Linked DNA regions of Xenopus laevis: region 2 is linked to region 1. Evidence: chromatin contacts called from public Hi-C data. All regions are on one chromosome and are shown on one strand. The core of a region is the stretch at or near the end of the contact, and the rest is flanking DNA. Distances in the headings are between cores, read along the strand shown.

Region 1 (3,513 bases), core at 716-3,215:
AGGGATGCAGAAGGGAGCGAGCAAGCAGGAGTGTGAGGGGTGATTTGGCCTTTGGGCACTCGGCTGGCTCTAGTGTGTTTGCTTTATTACTGTCATAGGGATCTTAGAATGTAAGCTCAACTAGGGTTGCCACCTGGCCGGTATTTTACTGGCCTGGCCGGTAAAAATGATGGATGATCCCAATGTTATCGATAGGGAAACAAGATAAATATATTCGAAAGCTGGTATTTTTTTTCTAGAAAAGGTGGCCACCCTAGCAGGGACTGATTTATATGATTACCAGTCAGCACTATATAAATAAAGGATAGTAACAAATAATACTATTTAACACATGCAGCTGTTTTCCCTTTTTTAAATTAAATCAGCTTCAAAAATCTTTCACACCACCTTCAAATTTCCATAAATATCGTTCATGCTGTGATTGGCCAGTGTCCCTTGTCATTCGGCGTTAGATGTGTGAGGTTCCTATGCTGAAACTTCATGTCCAACCTAAATATCCTGTACACCCAGGACACATAGCGGGGCAGAAAACAACACAGAGACCTGAATCCATCAGGGAGAGGTCACTTCCCTAAACCTACAGCCCAAAATAAAACAGATTATTTGCCGTGTCGTTACTGAGCTTCATCATTATGATCCGCTTCCTCACTGCTGAATAACGTGCAAATGTATAACTTCAGTAATTCTCATGTTTTACTAATGTGTAATGTGTAAAAAAATTTGCATTTTAGAACTAAAACTTAATTTAGTTAAACAATTTCTCAAAATTATCAAACAATAAAACGCAATAAAAGTTTTTTTTCATTTTTAAAGAAAAATACTGTTATGGGAAAACATGTTTTTTTCCAAATGCATCAGTTAAAAGTGCTGCTCCAGCAGAATGCTGCACTGATATCCATTTTTTAAAAGAGCAAGCAGCTTTTGTAACATTTCATTTTCAATTTTGGCATGGGGCTAGACACAATATCCTTTTTGCAGGTGCCCCCAACCATGTGACTTGTGCTCTAATAAACTTCAGTCACTCTTTCCTGCTACACTGCAAGTTCGAGTAATATCACCCCTCGCTTCCCCTCCCCAACAGCCAATCAGCAGCCCATCAGCAACCGAACAATGGGCAGCTAACCAGATAGCAGCTAGTTGACACTTCTGCTGAAGGATTTGTTTGCATTGCTAAAAGTGCTCCCTAGTGGTAGCCATGAGAATAGCACCCAAGTAGGAAAAAACCTGCCTCATGTCTACCACTAGCTGGGGAGCACGACTTGGGTTGTATTGAAGTACAATGGGAAGAGGAGTAACAATAGTTGTCTCAAAGCAGTTCCATCCTGGAGTGCTGGCTCCTTCTCAAAGCTCAGAATCAGGCACAATGGAATAGCTGCCTCTACACCAATATTAATGCTAAAAAAAATACCTTTGTTGGTTCGAGAGTAAAATTTTAAATGGTAGCTTGAATTATTTGCAAATTGAAATGAACATAGATATTGATTGATATCAACAAGAATAACAAACTAGGAATGATAAGATAATACCTATGTGAAATTCCATTAACACTTTGCATGTTTAATAAGAAAAAGACATCCTTCTTGACTATTTATGACTCTTTTTCTATGATGCTGGATGGAATTTCACTTTATTAAAAATAAAGATTTAAAAAAAAAAAGAATTATTTGCAATGTAAACAGTGCAATTTAGAAATAAAAAGTAAACCATAAAATTCATGACAGGTTCGCTTTAAATAGGGAATGGCAGACAAATTGCACAATGACTCCTTAATATAGTGGTTTCTAAGTCTTATGTCCAATTAAGGCCTCCCTTTAATACTTTTTTTTTACTGGGCCAAATAGCAAGGGTGCCCAAGACTAGCCCCATCCTCAATGGTGCCCCCGTGAGGTGGCAAGCAGGGACTCATCACACACCCACACCCTTCCCCTCTACCCCTTGTCACTATCAAGCACAGCATATTCCCCAAAATGATGTGAATTAGAGGTAGGCAGGCAGAAGAGGTATGTATCTAGTGCCTCCGCCACTGTTGCACCCTAGGCACATCCCTCTTTTGCTTACCTCTAGTTCTAGCCCTGGCTATTACTATTGTTTAAAGAAGAACAAAAACCTGCTTAAAACCCTAGGCCTCCCTACTCTCTTTATTGTAAGAGCATCACAGCGGGTGGCAGGCACTATCTTGTATGTTCTCAATTCAGTTATATAGTAATAGAAGCGAACCTGGACCTGACTTCATGCTCATTGGGCCATTGCATAGAAGAGGACCTGAATCAGTAGCACATGGTTGGTGGGTCCCCGGGGATGTAGTTCATAAAGAGGGGGAAGCAGGCTTTTATAGGGGGCCCAGGTATTAACCAGGATTTCATTCCACTTCCTTTCTTATCCAACAAAAAAAAAATATTTATATTGACCCCCTACGACCAGATTCAATTGCAGGCTGGGAGCAGAACAGAATGCGATTACTCATAGACAAGTGGACTTTGCCTATAATAAGCGAGTTCTTCAGTGAATAAGACGTTTTATTGCTTCTAATTATTTCTTGGAAATACTGCAAACACCTGACAAACTTGCATAGAAACATTGCTGCTGGGCCAGAGTGCCATTTTGGCCTTGTTCTACGTGGGCAGAGTTCATCAGGCACATCATCCTCTGCATGCCTAATTGGTATGTTTGTTACAAATAAGGGCAATAAATAACCTTCTGGCTGTGATAAAATATTTAAAAAGATTATTTCCTGGTATAATAATGAGTGGCAGCAGGAGACAAGAGAGGCTCACAGCAAATGGTGGACCATGGAGCCTTAAGCACAAGGACGGGCCTTTGATGGTGATAAGAAACCTCAGTCTGGTAGTTTGGGTGAAGGCAGACATCTAGAGAAGGCTAGGCCAACAGGCTGAAAAATACTGTGATGTAAGGTCACTCTAATAATAGAGTCATCAAGGTTGGGCAGGTCCTAGAAATCAAGGTGCAATCAAGGTCAGGCTGAAGCTAGAAAAGGTAAAAATTGAAAATAACACAATGATGCTGATCAGGCCTAAAGACAAAGCATGAAAAGTGCAAGAAAAAAGCATGGGACCTACAGAGAAGGTGCAGCAGCTCTGATGACTGCAAGAAACACAATGACAAGTCAGTGAACATGCAAACACTGGGACACCCAAGGGTAAGTAAGCTGTAATGGATACTGAAACAAACATAGTCAGAAGTTGCATTGTTTCATTACATGTCAGAGACCAAAACACAGAGAGCCGTTACATTATACCTTGGGATCTTTTACTGTTTGTCAATAAACATTTCTGGATGAAGAAAAATTTACATTTTAGGTTGAGACCTCAAATATAGTACATGTATGGAAATCCATGATCCAGAAAGCTCTAAATTACAGAAAGGCCGCCTCCCATAGACTTCCCAATTGTATCCACATTTTTTCTTTCCTTTTTCTCTGTAATAATAAAACAGTACTTTGTACTTGATCCAAACTAAGATATAATTAATTCTTATTGGAAGCAAAACCAGCCT
Region 2 (3,513 bases), core at 355-2,854, 42 kb before region 1:
AGTGTCAAATTTGCATGACCTTGCCTAACCCCAGCCTTTGGGTAAACAGCTGATTTCTAGAGGCCGAATGCACATTTGGATGCATACGGTCATCAAACATTTGAATGCAGTTATGTTTATGTATGTAAACTGACGTGTTTCTTAGTAAATAGGCATCAGGAGATGTGATGTCAATACACAACTAATATAAATATAACACACAGGGGCTGTGCTGATACAAAGTCAGAGGAGATAGGAAAGCCATAAAATCCACTAAATATAAATACTAATTGAATGTACAAAGAAAGCCGTAAAGTCATTGTGAGGATGAGTGTCACTGCCTTGTGTTGCGCCTTAAATCATTCCCCCAAAGTGCTTTCACTACTATATGGCCCTTGTGATGGCTGCAAGTGTTTTGTTGTTTCAGTGAGTTTAGTTGGCCACACACAGGGCACTTCTTGGGACATCCCACCAGTTGATCTATGGGCAAGCTGATTTAATCACTACATAGATATTCACGTCCCATCATCTCCTGGATTGACAGTAGTATAAAACTGGGTGTATTTTCAGATGTTCAGGCCCTATTATGTCATGAATGGACAGTGATGTGATAATAGGCATATCATCAGATGAGCAGGCCCCATCATCTAAGGGATGAAGAGTGATGGGATAATAGATATTTAACAGGCCTTGTTATCTCATTGAAGGACAATGGTACACCACTGGGTGTATTTTTAGATGTATAGGCTCCATCATCTCATGGATGGACAGTGATGAAATAATAGGCATATCAACAGGTGAACAGGTCCCATCATCTCATGGATGGACAGTGGTATAACAGTGGGTGTATTTTCAGATGTACAGGTCCATCATCCTGTGGATGGACACTGATGTGATAATAGGCATATCATCAGGTGAACAGACCCCCAATCATCTCACGAACCAAAAGGTTTACCATAAGGATGAGATCTGGTGTAGACTGCCTGTGTTTTTTTGATTACTAATTATTACATTCCTTCTTGCTACCAGATGTCTTTAAGTGTAGCTTTAGGGGGTTGCAAAGAGAGAGGGGGTGACTGTGTTGGACCTGCTCAAAGTTTGGTCCAGCAAAGCAATAAGTGAGAAACCAGTATAGCAAAACAGTGCAGTGAGGATAATAGTACAGTAGTAGTAGGAACAGCTGTTGCCACTGATGTTAAACTGCAACTCACAGAACCCACCAACAGCTGAATACTGTCTAGGGTTACTGAGTTGTAGCTGAACAACATCCAAACCAAAATCACGTTTGCCTCAGGGCCCACCCCCACTAAAAGGTATCTCTGTCTGCTTATGTGTCTGGCTACATTAAAGGAACAGTTATCACTAAAAAATGTTGTTTTACAGAGCTTATCTGTTATGCACTATTTAAACTGTGCCATTGAGGCCTATTTCAATTGCCTCCATTGCTACACAGCAGCTTATATTATATACACAGTAGCAGTGTTGCTGAAGCAAACAAATCCAGGGCAGTGCAACAGTACATTATATTTTAATTAATTTAAAACATTTTTCTTTTTTGGTGTTACTATTCCTTTAATAATTTGGTTTTTAATAGGCCTGGTACATTTTTCATCGTTTCTGTGTGTCAGCTCTGGTATAAATCCGCAGGTTACACCCAGTTTCCGTTCCATTTTAATTTCAGAGTCTAGTGTTTCAGATTTGCCTATGTGCGAACTTCTGGGCTCTTTCCCCTGCTCTGCCTATTGGCCCTGATCTCAATGACACTCCTCTGGCCGAGCTAACATTTCCCTGCTGCAGCTGCACTCACTTCAGTGCGAGGGACTTGCTTTTAATGTTTAACTGTAAGAGGGTATGAAAGGGAGAGTGAGAGAGGCAGGGGGAAGTGCATCTGGGAATGAAAGAGGTGAAAGTGAAGGTAACTCTATGGGGTTGAATCATTGCACTTTATACACTGCTAGAGAAGTTTGCAAGATGGGCTTCAGCTAATGTTTGATGACATGAGTATGGTGAGAACAGGCACTCGGACAGACATACAGCCAAGACATGTGATTGGCATCTAAAAAGTTACTCAAAAAGCCACCGGAGTGTACAGTCTGTTATGGGCAGTGGCTGCAGCAGGGGCAGTAGCAGTGTACTTATTGCCCGCAGTCAGCAGCCCAGACCTCCATCCAAGGGAGAGCCTTCAGTTGGCAACAGACTTCAGGAAGAAACAGTCTCCTGCGAGATAAAAACAGAAGATGAACCTACTAAAGAGGGGAAAGAGACCGAGACAGGCAGATTGAGACGAAGGGACGGAGATGAAGACCTTCAGCTGCTTGATGAGTTGTTGGAAGAGTCCCAGGACTGCTTGTCTGATAACGCTCCTAAATTCAAGGAGCAGACTGTGGAGTCCAGATGTCACCTCACAAGCCCTCTGTCAGGGCCACAAATCTATGGAGAGAGACCCCTCAATCCTGACACGTCATGGACGATACAGGGACAGCCACAGCTGCAACCGACCGCTTCCCTGCTCCACAATATCCATTTTAGACAACAAGACTCCAGCAGCAATATAGTAAGTGGGAAATGTGTGCATGGTATAGCATAACAGTAATAATGTATTGTTGCGATGTAGTGATGATATAGATAGATTCCTACGAGAGTTTCCATGATCTCCAGTTCATTCCACTCAATAACACCAGAGTTGATATTTTCATTGCTTTGGTTCATCATGCTTCAGGCTAGGTGTCTTGGAATACCCACAAATCAGTCAGGATTCAGGTGGAAAATCCATCATGCTCTTAGTGTGTGGGCAGTCCATGGATACCCAGAATCGTTTAGACTGCAGGCAGCTGTAAAGTATTGTTAAAAAATAAAAGACAAATAAAATAAAAAATATTTCCAAGTGACCTAACCAGTTACTGGCATCATGTATGGATCATATGTCCATCCAACCACCACTGTTACTGTCACTTGTGATTTTTAGAGACCTCCAACAGGGGGCAGGTTGGCTATGGGAGACCTTTGGTCAGACAGGTTTGGGTAGTCAGAGTGCGCTGGAGTGGGTCTTATTACAACAGTGTCACACTGGGCTTTATTCTTTACCCATAAAGATCAACACTGAACAAAAATTGCCTCTAGGTACAGCCATGCACCCTTCAGGACTGAATGAGACTGTTAGCACATGCATTGCCAAGTGGAGACTCATGGGAACATCAATTTAGTAGCAACTGAAAGGAAAAAGAGATTTTTTTAAAACTTTAACCCCCCCCCAGCAGTGGAGCAGTTCTCAAAATACTGCATTCCTTTGTTGTAGACATCTCAGTGGTGTACTTAGTGTATGCCGGACCACCTGCAAAATAAATCTTCGGAGGGACCCAGTCGAAAGCAATCCCGACCTACCCTCCACCTGCTGCTCCTCATCTCTTCACTCACCTTCTGTGTTCTAGTTAATTCTCATTACACTTTTTCCTTACTGTTCCCTACATTTCTCTTTGCCGTCATATAGAAATGGGGAATCCCCATGGTACAGAAATAAAAGGCAGATGATTGGAG

Evidence for each region. A called contact is a pair of places that touch in the nucleus more often than the background predicts.
Region 2: a Hi-C map of the XTC cell line shows a contact between it and region 1, with 2.7 times the contacts expected there. The contact joins the promoter of LOC108717180 here to the enhancer-like site in region 1. A contact is called at or near these places in 2 of 4 Hi-C or Micro-C datasets (the XL177 cell line and the XTC cell line).

Annotation. Positions count from the first base shown.
Region 1 is chr5L:149,028,008-149,031,520 of Xenopus_laevis_v10.1, reverse strand. No RefSeq gene overlaps it. Among protein-coding and RNA genes, the nearest start is that of klf11.L, 11 kb to the left of the region's middle. Within about 2 kb of position 1,965, at least 1 of the 7 cell types and tissues checked has an H3K27ac peak or open chromatin away from gene starts, as enhancers often do.
Region 2 is chr5L:149,069,722-149,073,234 of Xenopus_laevis_v10.1, reverse strand. It overlaps LOC108717180, which reads left to right and starts at 1,604. Exons shown (of 3, transcript XM_018264009.2): 1 at 1,604-2,533. The coding sequence starts at 2,078.